Regions from separate parts of the Oryctolagus cuniculus genome. Here region 2 is linked to region 1. A link is a contact called in public Hi-C data. All regions are on one chromosome and are shown on one strand. The core of a region is the stretch at or near the end of the contact, and the rest is flanking DNA. Distances in the headings are between cores, read along the strand shown. Region 1 has its middle 42 kb from the start of ADH1A. Region 2 holds the start of ADH1A (alcohol dehydrogenase 1A (class I), alpha polypeptide).

Region 1 (5,412 bases), core at 1,424-3,923:
GACACTGGTGGTGTGTTTTTCTTCCCTCACCATCTCAACAGACCATCCACAAGTGCTGCAAGTTAGTTACTGGTCTACTTTACTTTTTGCACATGAGGAAATTGAAACTGAGCAGGATCCAGTATCATTTACAAGGGTTAAAGAGTGGAAGAACAGGAATTTAAAGTCCAAACCGACAGCTCTCCCACCATACCACCTTGCTTCTCACAAGAAAGTTCATTTTAGGTAAACAAACACAGTTTGTAATATATACTGGGTGCTGTTCTAGAAAGAAAAAAAAAAACTGTCCTTGTATGACCCATATCCTAATGAAGACTTTTAGGGAGGAAACAGAGCAAGTTGTTTACGTAAGAAGTTAGCAGTAAGTGCTGAGAAGAAAATATAATCAGGAAGAGGTCTAGAGGTTCCTGGAAGGGGACACACCTGCAATTTCAAGGATTCTTCCAGAATATTCCATTTCAGCATGGACTTGACAGAATTGGAGGAGAGACACCAGGCTGCCTGGGCAAGGATCATTCCAGACAAAGTGAACAATAGAGCTGGGAGTCTCCCAGGCTGGCTCGGGATTAGCAAGGGGACCAGAGTGGACAGAGCACAGGGAGCATGGGAGGGAAGATAGCAAAGGAAGGAACTCGGAGAAATAATGGAGGTGAGGCAGTGTGAGTGCTGAGGCTATTTTGAGGAGATTCTGTTTTTAGTCTGATTGCAATCGAAAGCCACAGGAAGGTTTTGAGGCGTGGCATGGCCTAGTCTGATTATAAATGAGTTATTCTGTCAGATGAGAACAGACTGTATATTATAGTGAGGCAAGGTTAAGAGTGGGAAGCAGAGGAGGCAAGAGTGAGTTAGGAAACAAGCACAGGACAGCTGGAGAATCTCTTTGTTAGTCTGCTAAACAGAACAGCACAGACTGGGTGGCTTATGAACAGCCGTCATTTATTTCTCACAGTTCTGTAAGCCGAGCAGTACCACATGGAGGCACCAGCAGGTGCAGTATCTGGTGAGGTGCTCCTCTTGGTCTGTAGACGGCTGACTCCTCACTGTGGTCTTACATGGCGGAAGGGCAGAGGAGCTCTCTGGATTCATTTTGTACAAATGCACTGATTGCATGCATGAGACAATCTGCCCTCATGATCAATCAACATCCAGTCCTCCCTCAAACACCATCACAGTGGGGCTTAGATTTCAATATATGAATTCTGGGGACACAAACATTCAATCTAGGGGTAGCTTTGATGCTAATTTGGAATGGAAATGCAGAGGAAAGGAAGAGCAGTGTTAATGGCAGCAGCTGGAAGAGTTGTGAAGAAATAGTGAACTCTGGCTCTGCAGGGGGAGGAGAGGTGTAAGGATGTGAGGGGAGCCCAGGAGAGGTGACAGGTAACAATCAGGAGAGGACTGAGAACCGCTCTCTGTAGGCACTCACTGAATGCTTTGCAGGCATTCTCTCTGCCAGCCCCATAAGTTATTTTATCGTCCTTGTGTAGATGAGGGAATTTGGATTCAGGAAGGTTAAATAGTTATTGAAAGAGAAAAACAAAGACTTTTATTTTTACATGTGATCAATTCAAATTCCTTAATATTGTATTTCTTTCTAAATGTATTTTCCACTCAGAGCACCAAGAGACCACACAGAACATAGTCTTTGCTAGACCTCCAAGTCTCCAAGGATGTTTTGTCAATTTGCACCCTGCCCTGCCTACTCAGAGTCAGGAACTTGTCAAAGGAATCTGAGAGGTAAAGGCCTAGGATGGAGGTGGAGACATGTGGGAAAAAGATCAGACCTTTTCTAGCTCCTACCAGCTGGGTCAGGGCAAAGCTAGGAATTGGAAAGAGGTAGCTGAGAGTGATATGATGAACAATGTCCCAAGTCTAGCTGCATGCATTAGTACACAATTGTGGACATAGCTAATGATTTCCCAGGCTGGGAGATGTTCTAGCAGAGATTACACAATACCTTGGCAGATTCTAGTGGGGGAGAAGTCCAATACCGGATGGGAGGGGTGGTCCTAACAGATGTTTTCCAAAGCCCTTTCTAACCAGAGATTAGAGTCTCTTGATTATTGGGGACACAGAGCGTTTCCAAGCAGCCAGCAGAAAACATTTCTTTGTGTTCTGTGGTTTAACAATGAAAAGACACAGCTGCTAGTTGGAAAGCAGAGTATCCCACTGAACAGAGAAGAACCTATAACAAGAATACATGAGTTCCCTTCTCTGCTTGGAACCAACCAGCCTTTCAACTTTGTTCTCCACTCTTCTTGTCTATAAAATGAAGAGGTTGAGTTTGAAGACATGGTCCTCTCACCATGTGTAATGCTAACAGGTTTACACTAGCAGTTGCTTGCCATCTGGTCTTATCAGTTCAGTTTTCCTTCCTTAACTAATATGTGTATTTTAGTTTTGGTGGGTGTCTTTTATTTTGGATTGATAAAGTTGGGCCTTCTTTCAGGCTTGTCATGTGAAAAGTGGATAGCTTGATATTTCGCACATAAATGAAGCCATCAGGTAGGCTAAGGGCTAGTGCAGTGTGACTTGGAAGTGCCTGGTGACACAGAGAGGAGAGGACAAGAATGACAAAGAGATTATCCTCTCCCATAAATTGAGTTCACCCAGAAAGTCATCAAGTGTCAAACAAGCTTGGGGATAGAATCAATGAGCTCAAGCACCCACATCAGTATCGCTGAATTCTCTTCACCCTCACCTCACACAGTACTTGAGAAGGCTTTCATTACGCTCACAGGATACACGGGAGGACAATTACACCCTTTAGTGGCTGAACCTGAAGTTGAGCCTGTGATGCAATCGAGGCCACAGTTTTATTGGAGAGAGTATGAGGACCACAGGACCTGCAGGTTCTGAAGGTCAGGCAGGAAGCACCTCTATCTGAAAGTTGCCCTTCCTCACAGCATTCTCATGACTTCTCCGCAGATCTCCTAAAGGAGAGTTAAATCTCAGGGGAACTATTGTCTAGCTCTGACCATGAGAGTTCAGACTATGAGTCCACTGATGCCACTGATGTCCTGATTATCCTTCCTAACTCTACTACCTCCCACCACTTCCCCAGGAAGGAGAAGGGAAATGGGATTCGCCTATCTTCTTTCCTTTATTTTCTCAATTTTTATTTAATTAATTTGATTTATTTGAAAGACAAAGAGAAGGCACTCCCATACACTGGTTCACTCCACAAATGCCTACATTAGCCTGGGCTAGGTCAGGGTGAAGCTGCAAGTTGGGAACACCATCTGGGTCTTCCATGCAGGTTGAAGAAATCCAACTATTTGAGCCAAGACTTGAGTCTAGGCATGTAACATAGGATGCAGACCCCCAAACAGTAACTTAAGTGCTATTCCAGAACCTGTCCCTCAGCTATTTTATAGACAGAAAACAGAGCTACTCCAAAGGAACATGACAACTCTGACCATTCTTCTTCTCTTCTTGGCACTTCAAATCCTAGCAACTGCCATGTCCCTTCCATCCTGCCCATTCCCTGCGCACAGACACAACAGAGATGCTAATGACAGAAGGTCAATCCTGAGCTGGTGAGATTTTAGGCAGAGGCTACACTCTGGACCACCATCTCCTAAAGGATTCTGCGAGGCCGCAGGGACTCCTTGCAGGCTTTTATTGGCAAGTGAAATGGAAACTGCACTGAACTGGAGGCCACCTCCAACTCAGGTGTTCCCAGGCCTTTGTCAGGGAGATTCTAAGACCTCAAGTGAGGAAGCACTGGGCTACCCCATAGGCCTGGTAGCCAAGGGAAGGATATTTAAGTATTTAAGTAGTTGGTACAAATTACTCTAAGCATTGGAATCACAAAAGAAATGGCAAAATTTAATTATATGACATATCTATAAAACAAATGAAAACTATCCAAAGTACTCAACTATTTATCTTTATGTGTAAATGAATTTCAGCTACATGCCTACTTGGGCCACAACATGGCTGCATGCACCTAGCACGGACTTCTGGGCTTTAGGAAACATTTTGAGTCTCCCCTACTTCATGATAAGAGAAATTTGGGGGTGGAGGGAGACACTAATAGCACCTAAGGATATGAATTTTCTCGGTAAAAAAGCTCATGGAAAATGCTCACCATCTTTTAATTCCATCTTTACATTAGCTCTTTGAAGCAGCCTCATACATCCTCAGAGTCATGTACACTAACATACGTGAATGGGGACAGGAATGCTACCTCAAACCATTCACAGTAGTAAGACACCCCAGACCAACAGCTTATAAAGAACAGAAATTTGTATCTCATAAACCTAGAGGTTGAAAAGTCCAACATCAAAGCCCTGGAAGATTGGGTAAATGGTAAGGGTCCTCTTCCTGGGCTGCAGATGGCTACTTTATTGCTCTATCCCCACCTGGTAGAAGTGTGAGAGGATCTCTCAGGCCTCTTTAGAAGGACACTAATCCTGTCCATGAGTGATCAGCCCTCATGACCTAATCACCTCTGAAATGTTCCACTTCCTAACACCATCATCTTGGGGGATAGGATTCAACATAAAAATTCGGGGTGAGGGGGGACACAAACAATCAGGCCATGGTAATGTGGGGAGCAACCCGGACTAGACTAAGTTACTGGAATTAAGACTTATTCTATGCATCTGCTCTCCCACAATATGGCGCTGGGAGAGGAGAAAACAGCTTCTACACAGCTGCCTCCAGTTCAACCAATAAACTGTAGGACTTACTCCTGATTGGAGGAGAGCAGCGTACTCGGCGTGTGGGTAGCAGAGTTGGGATTGGTGGAAGAGGACTATAAAGGAGGAGAGAGACAACATGCACCAGGAACATCTAAGGGGAACATCTATCTGGAGGAACACCTGTGCAGCCCCTGAGAGAGCCGGCCGGCAGTGTGCCGCTCCCCCGCGGAAGTGGGGAAAGTGGCAGGGGGGAACCGCCCTTCCACGGAGGTGGAAGGGACAGTAGCCAACCCGGGAAGAACCAGCAGCAAACCCGGGGAGGGCCGAGCAGACAAAAGAACAGCGCAGGGTCCTGTGTCGTTCCTCCGCGAAGAGGGGAAGCGACAGGTAAACACTTCACAGGCAGGAGTCAGTTCAGTTCTCACTGAAATGTTTATTCACCCCAATTGGTCTCTTTGGGGCCTGAGTACTCCATTGGCTACACACAAACATGATCAACATGTGAATTTTAGAACTTGACCTACCATTGCTAGCTACTCAGCAACTGGACATCTGGTAGATGTGAGAGATTCTCTCTCACGCAGTGGAGACTGAGGGCATTTTCTCCCCCACATCAGCTACCAAGGGTGCGCAGACACGGCCTCACCTCCATCCTTTCACACAACATTGAGGAAATACCAAGCTCTCCAGGAGCCAGTTTTCATCTCTTTCCCCAGCTGAGAAGGAACATTTAAGCCTTGAGGATCCAAGAGCTGTAAGGCCA
Region 2 (5,412 bases), core at 2,021-4,520, 42 kb before region 1:
CTATCGATTACACAGAGCTTTAAAAAAATGAATCCTTCCATTTGCAAGAAAATGGATGCAACTGGAAACCATTATGCTTAGAGAAACAGGCCAGTCACAAAAAGACAAATGCCATATGGTCTCTCTGACCTGTATTAACTAATAGAGTACCTAAAATGTAATCTGTAGGAGGGAAACTGACACGTTGAGAGGTGATGATTTTGAACAATCCTTGCCTTGCCTGTCAAGGAACAGTATTGTTTTGGTTGGATGGTTGTTTGGTTTTGTTGTCTTCTTCATACTAATCAGTGAACCCTTTACTTAATTTAGGGTTAATTTTATGAGTATAAAAATTAACTGAGGGGATGGTGATGTGGCATAGCAAGTAAAGCCGCTGCTTGCAGTGCCGACATCCCATATGGGCGCCGGTTCAAGACACGACTGCTCCACTTCTGATCCAGCTCTCTGCTACGGTCTGGGAAAGCAGTGAAAGATGGCTCAAGTGCTTTGCCCCTGCATCTGCGTGGGAGACCCAGATGAAGCTCCAGGCTCCTGGCTTTGGATTGACGCAGCTCTGGCTGCCAGTTGGGCCAGTTGCGGCCAGTTGGGGAGTGAACCAACGGAGGGAAGACCTTTCTCTCTATCTCTACCTCAATCTGTGCCTCTGCCTCTCTGTAACTGCGACTTTCAAATAAATAAATAAATCTTTTTAAAAATTAACTGAAAAATTGATCTCTGTAAAAAATAAGAATGGGAAAGGGAGAGGGAAGAGGAAGAAAAGTGGCAGTAGAGTGGGAGGGAGGTAGAGGGGAAAGAATCATCATGTTTCCAAATCTGTATATATTCAGTGCATGAAGTTGAGAGCTCTTTTTAGAGATAATTGACATAATTGCAAATATGACAAAATTTCCAGTAAAACTTATTCTTCTGAGAGTTCATTTTCATAATGCATTTTTCAAATCCTTCAACTTTGAAGTGTGTTCACCAGCATCAGCATCAAAATAAATATTAGGGGTGGGTGTTTGGCCTAGTAATTAAATCACCAGTTAGGATGCCCACATCAAGTATACCTGGGCTCAACACTTGCCTCTCTACCTCCTGATTCCAGCTTCCTGCTAATGGGGACCCTAAGAAACAGTGCTGTTGGATCAAGTGGTTGGTTCCCTCTACCCATGTGAAAGGCCTGGATTGAGCTACTGGTTTTGGCCACCATGCTATGGTGTTTCAGGAATGAACCAGTGGATGGAGCTCTCTCTCCATTAGTGTACTTGATGTTGATACAATTATAATATCTACTTATGATTATCAGATGCTTGTGATGTGGCAGGTACATTGTAGTCTGTACTGTAGGCTGAGTTATGTGCTATATCTTTTTTTTTTTTTTTGACAGGCAGAGTGGACAGTGAGAGAGAGAGAGACAGAGAGAAAGGTCTTCCTTTGCCATTGGTTCACCCTCCAATGGCCGCCGCGGCACACTGTGCAGATCCGAAGGCAGGAGCCAGGTACTTATCCTGGTCTCCCATGGGGTGCAGGGCCCAAGCACTTGGGCCATCCTCCACTGCACTCCCTGGCCACAGCAGAGAGCTGGCCTGGAAGAGGGGCAACCGGGACAGAATCCGGGGCCCTGACCAGGACTAGAACCCGGTGTGCCGGCGCCACAAGGCGGAGGATTAGCCTAGTGAGCTGCGGCACCAGCCATATATGCTATATCTTTAAACCCAGCAAGGTTGGGTATGTTGAATTATTTGCCTTTCTTTTGGATGAAAAGACTGAAGCTCAGCTGACTCAGTGAGTAATTTTCTAAAGTCTCAAATTGGCTGTCTAGAGAATTAAGATAAATCAAACTTTACCTTTTCTTCACCTCAGAGTAGTGAAAAGTCAATGAAAAGCTAAACAACAATATCAATAGTAGCAATGACTCACATGTATTGACTCATTCTAAGTGCCTTATAGTATTTATTTAGTAAATTCCCACAACCACCTCATGAGATCAGTGTTCCTGCTATCACTATTTATCACCTGAGAAAAATAAAAGGCAAGATTTGTTAACATAGTTTAAGTACTATCAATAGGCTAAGTTACTGATGTTGTGCCTGAGAGGGGAGGATTGCTAGATTACTATTTCTCTGCATGTTGTTTTTGTTAATATAATTGGCTTACACCTTTACTGTATGAATTCAACATTTCTTCTAAGTGAGTTTGGGTAAATTTCCATTTTGTTCTCCTAATCATTTTCACTTGAAATATAATATGCCATTGTAAATACCCATCAATAATAAATGGAAATAAAATGAGCTGGAATAAGAACACTGGCAATTGGCCACTCACATGATTCCAGCCGGTGCTATTGATATGAACCTGTTGTTTAGAAGCTTCAAAACCTTTAAGCATTATACTTGGATATTCCACTACTGTGTCATCTGTTCTGAACACAGCAAGTGTACTTGCAAGCAGTTGCATTGGCTTTTGTAATTAAGCAGTTAAAAACATGAGCTGATTATTTTGAAAGACCCAATCCATTTCTCTGCACTTATAATCACATTCCTCAAATAAGTATCAATCTATGAAAGACTTAAAACAAAATATCTTTGTAACTAGTATTAGTAAGTGATTCAAATTTTCTGCAAAATGTGTTCATTTTCTGTAAAATCATGTTGACTTTTGTATGGAGAAGATACTGTTCTATAGAATATCTGTAGAACTTGCAAATTAGTATTATCTAACTGTGATGATCATAATGGCTTGAGATAATATATCTTGTAAGAGACTTTATAATAAAGGATATTTCAATGTGCTCTGAAATAAGTTCCTCTCATAAAACTGTCATACTTAATTTCCCTGCATTCAGACAAAGAATATAATTACAAAGAGTACCACATTAAAATTACAGTTTCTTAACATAAATATAACTTCTTGATTAAGTATGTCTAATTATATATTTGCAAGCTAGTCATAGTTATCTTAGAATAAACCCACAAATTATTACAAACTTATTTAATGTATGAATAAAGACTAATAGATACAGATCCTATGTATTTTTAATAAAGATATTTAGGAATAACTTATTTCCACTGCAGTTCAGTACACATTGTAAATTGTAGCACATATTTTATATTGTATTTCAGTGTACATTATTTCTAATTCATATATGAATTTTAACTCTTCAACAAATACCATGTCCTGTTATTTATGATATTAATGAGACTATAGTTCCAACAGTAAAATCTTTTTTGCTTACTTTTCCTGCTGTGCTCATGTTGTTTCTGTTTTCTCTGCAGAACAGGAGACTGGTGAATTCTTGTGGACTTCTTGCCTGCTCTAGTACATGAAGCCAATATATTGCACAGATTGTTTGCTCAAGTGCCACCCAGTTTGCACATGATCTCAGTCCTTAAGCCACACCTTATCAGCTTATTGTCACACTAAATCAAACCAGAAAAAGAAAAAAAAGGCACTCAAAACCTTGATTCAAAACTGATTTTGCAATATATCATTGCAGATAATACTTTGTTTTTATTAGGTTAAATATTTCCCTACACGTAAATTTTAATCTATCTCTCTGTCTCTGTCTCTCTCTGTCTCTCTCTGTCTCTCTCTTACTCTCTCTCCCTGGTGATTCCATGTTTCTCCTCTCTCAATCCCACTGAGGTTATTCCGAGTTCTATTTCCCTCTGTCTGCTCCAATTGCCAACTGTGAATGCACGTGGTGCAGCTGGGAAGGAGGAGAAGAAGGGGGAGCAGGACACCTGGAGCAGGACAGAAGGATATAGGACTGGAAGAGCACGTTTGATCCAGCTCTCTTCTTCTCTCCAGAGAGGAAATTAGGCACCCACTCTGTCCTAGCAAAGGTGCTCACTTGTCCCTGGTATTTCTGCTCCACACAACATCAGTCAGCATCGACTAATCACCTCCCTGTTCCAAGCACTGAACTGGTGCCCTTGGGTGACATGTACCAGTGCCAATAGGCAACATGGGGCAATGGGTATTGTATAACTTGTGGATCTAACACATGATTCCTTGCTATCTGTGTGAACTTGAACTTATTGAACTGCTCCTCCTCTTAGTTTTCTTATAAGACTAGAATGAATAATAGTACCAGTTCAAAGGACTGTTTGGTGCATAAATGAAAAAAAAAAAAAACAAGTTAAGCACTTATCACAGAGCTTGGCAGGTAGGAAACTCACCATCCAGGGAGGAGAAAGGCACACAAGCAAGCAAGTCAGCCTCTCTGGGCAGAGCTTATTAAAGGCAGGGCATTCAGACTGAAGGACTCAAAGGAGGCTTCATAAAGAACAGCCCTTTGTGTTAGGGCCCAAGGATTGTCTTGGCAAATAGACCAAATGCTCACTTAGGCCTTTCCCTATCCCTTGTTCAGGGCTTTGAATATGGAAAGAGAATATGGGCTTAATTTTTAATAAATCTCAAATCTTCTGCCAACACCTGGAGGCCACAATGCACATAGTCATGTAATGATTTATAGTCTGTCAGCATACACACAAAAAATATATATTTATCTAGACTTGCCAAAGGAGCAACATTGTGTCTGTGTCCACCTATACTTATGCAGGTACAGAGAGCCATCCTGGGGTGTTCCATTCCACCAAGCAGGGACAGAAGGTCTTTCATTTCTTTGTTGTGGTCTTAAACTCATTGCATAGGGGTTGGCACTGTGGTATAGTGGGTTAAGCCTCCGCCTGAGGCACTGGCATCCCATATGGGCGCCAGTCCATGTTCTGGCTGCTCTTCTTCTGTTCCAGCTCTCTGCTATTGCCTGGGAAAACAGTGGAGGATGGCGCAAGTGGTTGGCCCCTGCATCCACATAGGAGACCCAGAAGAAACTCCTGGCTCTTGGCTGCTGATTGGCCCAGCTCCTGCCATTGTGGCCATTTGGTGAGTGAACCAGCGGAGGGAATACCTTTCTCTCCTCTCCCTCTCTCTGTCTGTAATTCTACCTCTGAAATAAATAAGTAGAATCTTTTTTTCATTTCATTGGCATCACTTCCAGAGAATGGCATTCAGTCTCCTCTCGCATCCACCTACCTTCACTTGTGGAGACCATTGCAAAGAAGGGAGTCTGGCCACTTAGCATATGATCTGGATAGTATCAAGGATGCTGCTTGTCCAGATCCATTTGAAGGACTCTTTAGTGTGTTTGCATGGTGATAGACAGGCATGAAAAGATGGCAAAGAACCATTTCATTTCTTAATAAATCAATGTTAGTTGAGGTATAAGTTTACAGAAAGCTACTGACCACAATTTATTGAGCACCTACTATGTCTCCAGAACTCTATGGGAAGTTATTCCTGCATTTTCATGTATAAACCCCAGATCACCCTTACAAGGAAGGTATTACTGTTATTTTTCCCACTTTACAGATGAGGTAAGAGAAGCCCAATTGTTATAGGTCCCTAAATGTCCTTCCTAAGACAGAG

What was found. Hi-C and Micro-C count contacts between places; a contact is called where the count stands out from the background.
Region 2: a contact with region 1 is called in a Hi-C map of liver, with 4 times the contacts expected there. The contact joins the promoter of ADH1A here to the enhancer-like site in region 1. A contact is called at or near these places in 4 of 6 Hi-C or Micro-C datasets (ear pinna, liver, psoas muscle and 1 more).

What each region holds. Positions count from the first base shown.
Region 1 is chr8:65,875,297-65,880,708 of mOryCun1.1, reverse strand. No RefSeq gene overlaps it. Among named protein-coding and RNA genes, the nearest start is that of ADH1A, 42 kb to the left of the region's middle. Within about 2 kb of position 2,673, at least 3 of the 8 cell types and tissues checked have an H3K27ac peak or open chromatin away from gene starts, as enhancers often do.
Region 2 is chr8:65,917,887-65,923,298 of mOryCun1.1, reverse strand. It overlaps ADH1A (alcohol dehydrogenase 1A (class I), alpha polypeptide), which reads right to left and starts at 3,270. Exons shown (of 9, transcript NM_001101704.1): 1 at 3,218-3,270. The coding sequence starts at 3,235. LOC127483289 (a long non-coding RNA gene) reads left to right here and starts at 4,741. Exons shown (of 3, transcript XR_007909436.2): 1 at 4,741-4,869.